2 separate regions of the Zea mays genome follow, and region 1 is linked to region 2. The links are chromatin contacts, called in public Hi-C maps. All regions are on one chromosome and are shown on one strand. Each heading gives the region's core, a stretch centred on a gene start, on an enhancer-like site or on the middle of the called end of the contact. The rest is flanking DNA. Distances are from core to core; before and after follow the strand shown.

What was found. Hi-C and Micro-C count contacts between places; a contact is called where the count stands out from the background.
Region 1: a Hi-C map of bundle sheath shows a contact between it and region 2, with 4 times the contacts expected there. The contact joins two enhancer-like sites. A contact is called at or near these places in 5 of 25 Hi-C or Micro-C datasets (bundle sheath, endosperm, leaf and 1 more).

Annotation. Positions count from the first base shown.
Region 1 is chr8:101,781,692-101,787,170 of Zm-B73-REFERENCE-NAM-5.0, reverse strand. No RefSeq gene overlaps it. Among protein-coding and RNA genes, the nearest start is that of LOC103635612, 170 kb to the left of the region's middle. Within about 2 kb of position 1,825, at least 16 of the 20 cell types and tissues checked have an H3K27ac peak or open chromatin away from gene starts, as enhancers often do. A contact at or near this core is called in bundle sheath, leaf and leaf mesophyll, where this site is marked.
Region 2 is chr8:101,650,599-101,656,752 of Zm-B73-REFERENCE-NAM-5.0, reverse strand. No RefSeq gene overlaps it. Among protein-coding and RNA genes, the nearest start is that of LOC100193052, 92 kb to the right of the region's middle. Within about 2 kb of position 2,577, at least 16 of the 20 cell types and tissues checked have an H3K27ac peak or open chromatin away from gene starts, as enhancers often do. A contact at or near this core is called in bundle sheath, leaf and leaf mesophyll, where this site is marked.

The DNA.
Region 1 (5,479 bases), core at 576-3,075, 130 kb before region 2:
CAAAAGTTCAGTGGTAAACAAGGTGTAGGATAAACAAGTCTAGGAAACCTATTAGGTCCCATCAGTTTAACATGAGCATGTCACAGTGGTTAACAGGAACATAATTGGGTAAAAAAAGTGATCAAGGGCACAACTTGCCTTAGACTCGAGATTCCTAGGTACTTCACCAACTTGGTCTTCAAGTGACTCGTGACCTCGCTGCTAGTCGTAGCAATACAAACAAACATGGTATAGGCAAAATTAACATCACACCAAACATAAGAACAAACTACATAATAATATTCTACGTATCGTAACTAGATCCTAGGTTCGATAACCACTAAAATCAAAGTTACGGTGGAACAGATATGGTTTTCGGCGTATCTACATGATGGAATATTAATATATTATAAATTGGTTAATTTACATCATATGAGTAAATATACTCTAAATAATCAATTCCACCTTAATCTAGATTATATCTTGGTTAGAAATCTTATTTTAGTCAAATTATCATGGACTAATTTAACCTTGGTTAGAAGGATTAATCTACTAAACATAGGCTAATCCATTATATATTTATAAAAATATGTTTGATGGTACAACAATGTCATCACTGTGTAGGAGATTTTATTACGAAGCTAACGCAACTTGAACTGTTTGAATCAGGGTTAAAATAGTCAAGTTATGATTTATCTAAGATTTCTAGGTTTATTTTTACAACAACATCAATTTCTATATTCAATTCACCATTTATTTTATCCCTGTTGGACAGTGGACACTAATTCTTGAGAGTTCAGGGGCTAACTCGTGAAAAACAGGACCTAAGTGTAGTGATTTTTATGCATACGGGGATGGCAGGTTTTTTTCAGAAACTCGGGGTCTCTTATGCGAAAGCACCACAACGAAGAGGTATGGGCTGATTTGCGCCGTTGGATTAGAAGGCCACGCCACCGACCAGTCGGATTTCACAATGAATAGGTATGCCACCCCCACCCTTGGATCTCGTATCAATGGTCCACAATAGACCACCCTTTGATCCAAACCTATCCATCCGATCGAGCGCCTACGGTTCAGGTTTAAAATAGTTGCGCCCAACCCACAACGCTCCGATCACGGATCAACGGTATGGATAAGGGCCCAACCGGTATCCGCCTAATCTAATCATCACCGTGTCTTAGCCGATCAACGGCCATACAACCCTCTTCCTTCTTCGGCTAGCGAAACGGCGGTGCCCACCCAATGTGGTGGCGCCATGGCCGGTATTCGACCGGTAGATTATCTGCTAATTCAACTTCAAAACGAAAGATGCTACACCATGCAGAGATGAAAGTGAAATGATGGGGGAGGTTCTTACCAATGATTGCGCGGAGCAGTGTCTGAACCATAGAGTCGTGCGGTCCACGGCGGGCCCAGCGCTCCGGTGAGCGATTCCCCGGAACCAAGTGACCCACGCATCCGAGGAATCGATCGGACGAGATCTTCGCACGCCGGCGGACCTCCGAGACCCATCCCCAAGCATCGATCGACTGTGAATTCAGAGACCGAGTGTGGCGGCTTCCCCCCTTTATCTCTTGCTTCTTGTTCTCCACGACTCTCTCTATGCGGCATGCAAGAGATGTGTAGAGGCGGCATGCTTTTGCTCTTATACCCCCAGGTCAGGTAGACCCCCCTCGGGCGGTGAGATCAAACCGGGAGCTCGGGCCCAGCAGATCCGGCCGAGATTGGCGCGGTGCTTAGCGTGAAGCTCGCAGATAGTTGAGGAAGAAGCTTACTAGGGTGGTCCACGCATCAGCCACCCAAGCAAGAGAGGTGGGAGTGGAACCGGATGACGTGCGGGCCCCACATGTCAGCACCATGTCCAGGGTTTTAGGCCGTGGAGATGGTGTCAGCCCAAGCGGCCGCGCAGGGGGGAAGGTGAGTGGGCCGAGGGCTAGGATTCGACCCAGGTAAAGGCTTTTCCTCTTTTTTATTTATGTTTTCTATTTTCAACTCCTAGTTTTCAAACCAAGGTTCAACTTCAACCTAAGTTTAAATACCAACTTCTAAATGCACAAGTAAAAATTTCAGCATGACATGCAAGGCAAAAATTTATTTATTTACTATCCCATTTTCTATTTAACAAGGAATGCTTTGCAATATAAAATTAGTATTCGCAAAAGACGTTATTTTAAGGAAAACAATTTTCTGATATACCACCATTAAGTATCTTAGTGAATATTTTCAAGCATTAATTTATACTTTCAAAGATTTAAATTTAACATTTGAACTGCCATACTTTCAATATTACTATTTATTTTAGGAAATATTCCTTCTAAGAAAGAGATATATTTATTTATTGGAAGACTCTTTAATTCACCAAAGAAAGATTTTGGTTGTCATAAATTCTACCCCCCCCCCCCTTAAAAATAATCTCGTCCTCGGGATTACTAAGAAGAGGAACGTAGTTGGTTGGGTTTGCTTCTAATTGGTTCCAGTATCAATTTCCTTTGTTCAAGTATTTTTTATGGGTATCTTCTATGTCTAGTCGTCTTTTTGGCAAGATAAGAGATGGTTATGGCAAGAAAGACTAGGCAAAAGAAAGAATCCATCCAGGATTATGGATCTTGATTTCTTTGGAGATCTGGCTTGTCTCTTGACCTTCCTTGCTGAAGTTGATCTCTTCTTTCTTGGGTCTTGGTGTTGTCATCTGAGCTAGGGATATATGGCTAAGATAGCTATGAGTAGGATAGACTACATTAAGTAGGTCAAGATCTGGTTTGATGTTAGGTTGGATGAGTTATGCAACCTTATAAAGATATGTAGGTTAGGATGTTTGTATATGGTCTAGTGGGTCTAAGGTACCAACTTAGGTTTGAACATGCTCTAGAAGTAGGGTCTAGTCATTTTCCCTAGTGTTAACTAACCTATTAAATCACTTTACTTTAGATTAGGCTAGATTAACCATACCAGATTAGATCACATCAGACCACTTTAATTCTGATGGGATCTAGATTAGACTAGTTTAGAGTAGATGGATCTATTAGGGTATGATGAAGCTTATTAGGATAAGTTAGAACTTTTAAGATAAGATGGATATATGAGTATATAATCTCTTAAGATGAGATAGATATATTAAACTAGATATATTTTTAATGGTTGATAATATAAGTTGATCTTGATGTCACCCTTTTTATGCTTATATGTATATGCAATTGTGGACATCACTCTACAACTCATCACACTCAATCAAAGAACCGAATCAAGCAGTTATCATAAAAACAAACACTCAAGCATATAAATACTTACAAAAATAGTTTTGTATGGCTATGATTAGGATTCCTATTACTTAGGGACAATTTAGGTACATGATTCCAAGGTGTGAAATCCACTTTTGTCTTTAGAAGTGAAAAGGTAAGACTAATCAGAGTAAAGCAGCAATAGATGAGAAAAGGTTAAGAAAAGTTTAGAAAGAATCAGAGTAGCAAAGGTAAGTAGGTACGGGTTATCCAATTTGCCACATCCGGTTCTGGGGGCAAAACCGAATGCATAGGATATGTGTGCCAAGATCCATTTTCCACACATATGTTGACGTCACAAGTGTAGTATATCAGAAGACAATGCAATAAAGGCGTAAAGAGAGTAGAGTAGTCTTTATTACAACATCCAGACAATAGTATCTTAAACAGTATCATCAAAGTAAAGCAGAAATAACATGGGTAATCTCCCACAGGAAGATGACCGGCGCATCGTTAGCCTCAGTATTCATCGAAATCTCCATCAAGGTCTTCTTCATCACCCTCTGATCAAAATATTAGCAAGGGTGAGCTCACTTATGGTTGGGGCTCAGCAAGTGGTGGAAAATAAATGCTAGTTTAACAAGGTGAGGCTAAGGTTAAGCGGTAAGCATTTTAGTTGGTCAATATTTTATTAGCAACACCTGACTTACTAATAAGTGTATATCCCAAGTATCCCGTTTAAACAAAGGTATAAGAGTATATCAAAACACTTAATAGAAACCACTTAAGCAAACCATTGGCAGATCATCAAATCTCGATTTATTGTCCATCTTTAAGTTCAATTATCATGTGAGGGTCCAGGTTGCTCTTAACCGTCAGCACGGCTGACATATCAGTTTTACACTCTGCAGAGGTGGTACAACTTTATCCACAAGCCATGTATCCCATCTAGCCTGGGTTGATCGGACCCGTAAACACTACCAAGGTGAATGGCTAGGGATCCATTATGAGGCTTTCACAAAATTCACTTAATACAAAGCAACACGCTAAGGTTTCCAAGTCGGTGTGGAGGCCCTCTGGATGAGGTACCTTAGCCAAGAATACGTCCCCATATTAACGTGAGCTGCCACCCCTGCCGCTCCCCCTCTTGCCCATATTTCAGGTAAGGTTGCTAGGTACTATGCACATAAAGCTAATTACCAAAGCCAGAGCCATGATAGCACTCGTGGTTGCATTGTTATCCTGGGTGGTCACTCCATGTTCCAATTAATATGAAATAATCTTGTTTAACCATCGGGTTAACACCATAATGCCAATTTCATTTTCGGAACATTAATATCAAATAATGATTGACATCAAAATTTTCAAGTTGAGCGGTAGCACAAATTTGCAAAGCATTGTATTTTCCTAGGGTAATCGACGAATACAGTTGGTAAATCTAGGAAATCCTTACCTAGGCAAAAACCCATCAAATTATGCAGTATATCCAAAAAGTAAACATTATTATATGCAATAATTGGGTACAAATATAATATGTAGAGGGAGAATCCACTTGCCTTGCTCGAAAGTTTCGTGTGGGTCATCCTCGAACGAGTTTGGCTCGTCTACCTCACAGTCCACTTCTAGCATCGATTTGCGTATCGCACATACAAAAAAATACATACGCCAAATAAATAAACATACACAAGTACAGGGGTAATCATTCACCATTACATTCACATTCATACATCACACTTATCAGAATCATAAACACGTCTTAAAGCGTAAATCTTTATTAATTCATTATGACTATTACTGCGAGTCATTATTGATGAAATTATGAGTTGGTGGCTATAATACTAGTTTTATCTAGTATAATATGTTTTAACATTCTTTATGAAAATAAAGGCTAATTATTTTCTTTATTACTAATAATAGACTAATAGATTTTATTCCTTTTTATTTCTGAACAAAACTTATGTGTATAGCTACAAATTGTTAATTCATGATTCTTCTAACATTAATATTCTAAGAATCAATATAAATCACTAATTGGACTTTTTATGACATAATCATGGTTATTTTGACATAAACAAGTATTTTTCTAATTCCAAGAAATTAGGTGCTATACTTATGAATACATTTATTTTGGGCTAGTAAAATCTATTTTCCTTACGACTAGTGATATTCTTTTAGTTTTCTCTTTTCTTTCTAAAAGAAAGTACCATTAAAAATAGTCGGAGATCAAAACATCTAATAACCTATAATATTTGTATTGCTATGAGTTCTATACCATTTACTAA
Region 2 (6,154 bases), core at 1,328-3,827:
CAACTTTTATTTTGACACTTTTTTCATCCGAGGTAGTTTGCAAAATTTGAATTTTAAATTTGCCATACTTAGATTCAATTTTTGAGAACCGAAATAAGTTCAAATAAAAAAGTTGTCAACTACAAAGTTTCATAACTTTTAGAGATCTACAACTTTTATTTTAGTGGTTTTATCATACGAGGTCGTTTGAAAAACTCGAAAAATTAAGGATAAAAATGATTTCTAGTGGCGGTTCCTTAAGAAAACCGCCACTAGAAATCGTATTTCTACTGGCGGTTCCTTAAGAAAACCGCCACTACAAATCATGGATTTCTACTGGCGGTTTTCTTAAGAAACCGCCACTAGAAATACGATTTCTAGTGGCGGTTTTCTTAATGAACCGCCACTAGAAATAGCACAGTCGGTGGATAACCGGATCCGTCTGTAAAAATATATGGGTGCCGCAGGCTTTGAACCTTTTTGTACTAGTGTCGGCTTCAAAACGAGGTGTCACACCTGTGTTTGGAGTCTGATGATGCTTGGGGCAACGCCGACCACCTCCAGGAATAGGGGTCGTGGCTTCAAAATATCCTTGATGAGACAAATCTTCACTCCGGTGAGGACGAGTCGTCCCTTGAATAGGTTAACACTCGCCTAGAGAGGGTGGACGCAGAGCTTGTGCAGGTGCGCAAGGAGGTCAGGTGTCACACCCGGGTTTCGGGGGCACCAAGACCCGGGCGCGAAATAATCACCAAGTGTGTTGGAACCAAGTCTCACACATATGATGACTCCTAGTATAGAAACAAATGTCACATCTTAACTATATAATAGGAATTTTGTACAAAATAAATAAATAATTACATCATATGGAGACAATGATCCAGCAACCCAAAGTTGACTGGGAGATGACGGCCTAGACCTCTCACGAACTCATCACACCATCCTCCATGCGCCTCATCCTGCGGTACCTGTTCTTGACCTGTGGGGGATGTGAGACAGAAAGGGTGAGCACACATACGTTCATCGCTCAACAAGTTGTGGGGAATAATGTGCATGAACTCACCAAAGGTGGGAGCTCATGTGAAGTTTAAGGCTTACTAATGAGGATGGTTAAAGCTGAGCATTGCTTTTAAAGTTGGTGAAAATTTTATTAGCAGTTACTAAGTGTAAGTAGATACCAACCCAAATAAGTAGTAGATCAAAATAGATAACCACACCTGCGTTGCAATGCATATGACAAATTGAATTTAGTTCCATAAATTACTCATGTGAGGGTCCGAGCTGCTCATGACAGTGAGCATGGCTGATATACCAGTTTTACACTCTATAGAGGTTGTGCATCTTTACCTACAAGTAATGTTATCCATCTACCAAGGGGTCATGAATCCCATACACCTCTATCAAGGAGGCGAGGCAGGGTAACACTACGAGGCCTTTAAAAAGTTCCATTAGCTTCAGAAAACCCGCTACAGTTTCTAGGAAGCTCCAATGCAGGGATCCCTCACCTGACCGTCATCGCAGCAAAATCAACCCAAGGACCTCCCTACACTGACCACTCCCCTACTGCCCTTGCCCCTTTTGGGTAAGGTAGTCCTCCACTAGCTTTTCTAATTAGTCAGCCAAGGGCATCCCATATCACCCTTGTGGTAGCACTGTTTTCCCGGATGGTCGCTCCATGTTCCAATTAACATAATGATCTTATCATGAACAATAAATAACAAACTGATAATAAAAGCATGATCATGAATAATATATATCTCAATGCCCAAATCCACATAAAGCACTAGCAAGTACTACCCAAAAGCTTAGTGGTAAACAAGGCATAGAGGTAGTCAAACTAGGGTAACCTATTGCGTCCATCAAAATTAACCTGTGCAGATCATAATGATTAACATGAACATTATTAGGTAAATAGAAGTGATCAAGGTCACAACTTCCTAGGACTTGAGATTCCAGGTACCAACTTGCTTTTCAGATGACTCGTAACCTCACACTAGTCGTAGCAATAAAAACAAATAGTGTATAGGAAAAATTAACAGCACACCAAACATAAGGACAAACTGAATAATAATGATCTGCGTGTCATAACAAGATCGTGGGCTTAAGAATCACTAAATTCGGAGCTACGGTTATAGAGTTATGAATTTCTAAAGATTTAGGAACGAGGTACAAAAGAAATTAAGTACAAAATTTTTAATTTAGTTTTCATGGTAATACAAGGTTACTAGATGATGGAGGACATCATTAGGAGACTAACGCAATTGGAATGGATTAATTTGGAGTTAAAATAAAGAAGTTATGGATTTATGAAGTTTTGGAGTTTAATTTATATATATATATATATATATATATATCATTTTATGATATTAATTTATTAAACCAGAAACCCAGTCTATACTGCGTACACCATTTTTAAATTCCCCAGGGTCTATTCTGCAAAAAACCAAGACTTACTTGTAATTATTGTAATGCTGTACTGGACTACGGGTTGATTCAACAAACTAGAGGGGCTCTTTTGAAAGAAGTACACGGCAAAGGGGTATCGGCGCTATACAGTCGTTGGATCTGTATCCTACGGTTGTGATTAGATTATAATAAGACTTGAACCGGTATTCATTCTAGGCCCCAGGATTCCGGATCTACGGTCCAATCGATGACCACGCCTCAAACTAATCCGGACCACACGCCATCGGATCAAGGGATCCAATCAACCCCCCCCCCCCCCCCCCCCAAAGAGGTATGTGCCACGACTAATCTAAGGCGCCCACAATTCATCCAATGGCCTGTGGTGACCACACCCAACGGGACGCCGGCGACGGAGGTGAGCCTCCCACCGCGGCGGCTCCATTGCTGCAATCACCTCCATCCCGCAATCTAGTGGCTGGTTCTTTGTGCCGATAGATGTAACACAGAGCGGATGCATAGAGGGATAGCATCCCGGTGACTTACCAGAGGATTGAACGGCGACGGGGGCTCGACCATGGAACAAGGCTCGCTCACGACGGGTGTATAACTCTGGCAAAAAATTGCCTTATCACCGGCCACCCTGAGCTGCGCACGAACCCGGCGAAGATCCCCCACGTGCTTGTGATGCCCCAGAACCACCCCACTGGTGCAGAAGGGCAGCGTCGGCAAGTTAAGGGTGCGACGGGCCTCTTCCTCCCACACTGCTCTCCCTCTCTTGCAGTCAATGGCGGTCCCTGGCGCGGCCTGGAGGAGATGGGAGGCGGTGTCATGGTTTTATACCCGAGCAAGGCTGGAGACCGATTCGCAACAACCCCCCACAGATCCGGCAGCATGCACCAAACCCAGTCGATTCATTATGGCACTGTTGAGAGTTCTATGAGGGAAGGAGGATGCGGATAGATCTGATGAGCAGACCCCACCAGACAGCGCCCATAGAACCCCGAGCACCCAGGCAGAGAGTATGCCACGCGGGCCTGATCTTCCAGAGCCGCATCGTGACACGCGCGCGTGGGCCTCCGGTGGAAATTAAACTGGGCTAGTAGGCGCGGAGGTTGGAATGGGCTGAGGGGAGATTTGGGCCCGAGAGTATGTTTGTCTTTTATTCTTCTTTTCTATTTCAGAGTTCTCACTTCAAATTCTACTCAAATTCAAAACTCCCATTCCAAAATTTCAAATTTTCCAAGTGTCAAAATTAATACTACTGTGAATATAACCTCTACTATTTTCAATATTATTATTTATTATTTTCCTTGTTATTTATTTATGGGAGGAATAAATGGTTTCATTAAAATTCCCTTTCTCATTTTCTATCTTATGTTTTTATTTAAAATTGGAGATCAAGTTTATGTTTTCCATAAAATGCATCACCAAAAATTATCATCAAGAGATCAACCTTTCTTTATCTATTTATTGGTCATTTAACTAATTTAGTACTCTCAATTAATTACGAAGAGGAAATTCCCTACTAAATTCAAAAGGTTTCAAAAATTCTAGAACCATTATCATTGATATTATTAATTCTTTATTCCATTATTTTATGATATATATATATATATATATATATATTTCTACCAATTTTAGGCTTTACACTAGGGGTAGGCCCTTCTTCTTGTCCTCTAGCCCCATATTGCTTGTGCCTTTGTGTTTTTATCCCTTTCTTCTCCTCAGAGCTAGAAGTTGTCTTCCCGAACCGAGGAGGCCAAGAGGTCGGCGCAGAAGGCAACAACGGTGGCGGAGGCCAAGAGGGGAGAGCTCTCCCGTGTCCATGAGAGCACCGAGGCTTCGATGGCTCAGGCGGCGACCATGCTTGCAAACTACAATGAGCTTGAGGAGCTTCGGTCGGCCATCGATGGGGTATGCTCCCACCTCTCGCTCTCGCCTTTGATGGAAACACCACTAGTCGATCAGCTTTGGGCACTTCTCGGTCATGTCGAGCGTGTGGTCGCCGAGGCCGCCTTTCATGGTAGTAGCATGGCTTTGGGGCATATGGTCTCACATTTCAATGAGATCGATGTCGCCATCGTTGTTGAAGGCTCTGCCACCAGTCGGGGTGATGAGGAGCTGGACGTCATCGAAGACTAGGTCTGGCCCCACGCCAGTCGCTCATGAGCCATGTGGAAGTGAAGACCCTCCTAACTGATCCTTGGAGCTCAGCTGACGTCCCACCCGCTGATGCTTGAACGTCTTCTATTTTGATGTTTTGTGATGAACTCTTTTAATGGCTGAGTGAATCCCTTTTGATGGCACACTATTTCTTTCATTTCCCTCCTCTGATTCTGGTCTTCAATGTCGGTCATCCTCGTTTCCTTTGATGGGGACGTTGCGCGGCTTTGGTGTGTGATGTTCCTTTTTGGGAGATATGGTGACTCGATCACCATGCCCCGTAAGGCTAGGGTCGATCTTAGAATGTCGGGATTCTATCGGGGCGATCAACGCGCATTTATTGATTTCCATTGATTCCTTTTAATGAGTACATGACTTCCACCGATCGAAACCCTAGTTTCTACAAAGTTTTGTTAGGGATCTTGCAAGGGCCCCGTGCCGCCATGCTGGTGCCTTGCTATATCCTAGTTTGTGCATGCTTGACGACGTCCGCAACGTTGGTGGAGGTGTACTCTTCGCCTCCCTGGTCCCCAAGAGCGGGCTCTGGGTGCCCGGCCAGCGTTGAGGCGAGCTCGCAGTTGTCTTGCTCGTAGACGTATGTAGCCCTGAACGAAGCTGAAATCGTGATGTTCCCACGCGACCTAGGCATCTTTAGCTTCAGATATGTGTATTTTGGCACGGCCTTGAACTTAGCATAGCAAGGTATCCCGAGTATGGTGTTGTAGCACCTCGGGAAGTTCACCACATCGAACTATAGCCGCTTGGTGCAAAAGTTGGAGGGGTGGCTGAACGTGATGGGCAATGTGATCCACTTGAGTGGATAGGCCTGGTTGCCGGGGATGACGCCGTGGAATGGCGCTGTGCTTGGTCGCAGCGCGGAGCGTGCGATTCCTAGGCCATCGAAGGTCTGAATGTACATGATATTTGAAAGGGAAATAGGGTCAAACCTTTTCCTAAATGTTTTTGGTGGTTGAATTGCCCAACATAAATAATTGGACTAACTAGTTTGCTCTAGATTATAAGTTCTACAGGTGTCAAAGGTTCAACACAAACCAATAAAAAGTCCAAGAAAGGGTTTAAAAGAAAGGAGCAAAAGAAAACCGAAGGCTGCCCTGGTCTAGCGCACCGGACTGTGTCCGGTGCACCAGGGAGATCCACTCCGAATTGCTCAGCTTCGAGTTTTTGGGGAGCCACTCCGCTATAATTCACCGGACTGTCCGGTGTAGCACCAGACTGTCCGGTGTGCCAAGAAGAGCAACGGTCGAGTTCAACGGTCGGCTGACAACGCTACAGTGCACGGACTACACGTGCAGAGTCAGAGCAGGCGCCAGAAGGCGCACTGGACAGTGGATAGTGAACAGTGACTGTCCGATGCACCACCGGACTGTCCGGTGGCCCCACATGTCAGAGCTCCAACGGTCAAACCCTAACGGTTGGGTGACGTGGCTGGCGCACCGGACAGTGTCCGATGGCACACCGGACTGTCTGGTGCGCCCTTCGACAGCAGCCTTCCCCAACGGCCACTTTGGTGGTTGGGGCTATAAATACCCCCAACCACCACACTTCAAGGCATCCAAGTTTTCAGTCAACACATTCAATACAAGAG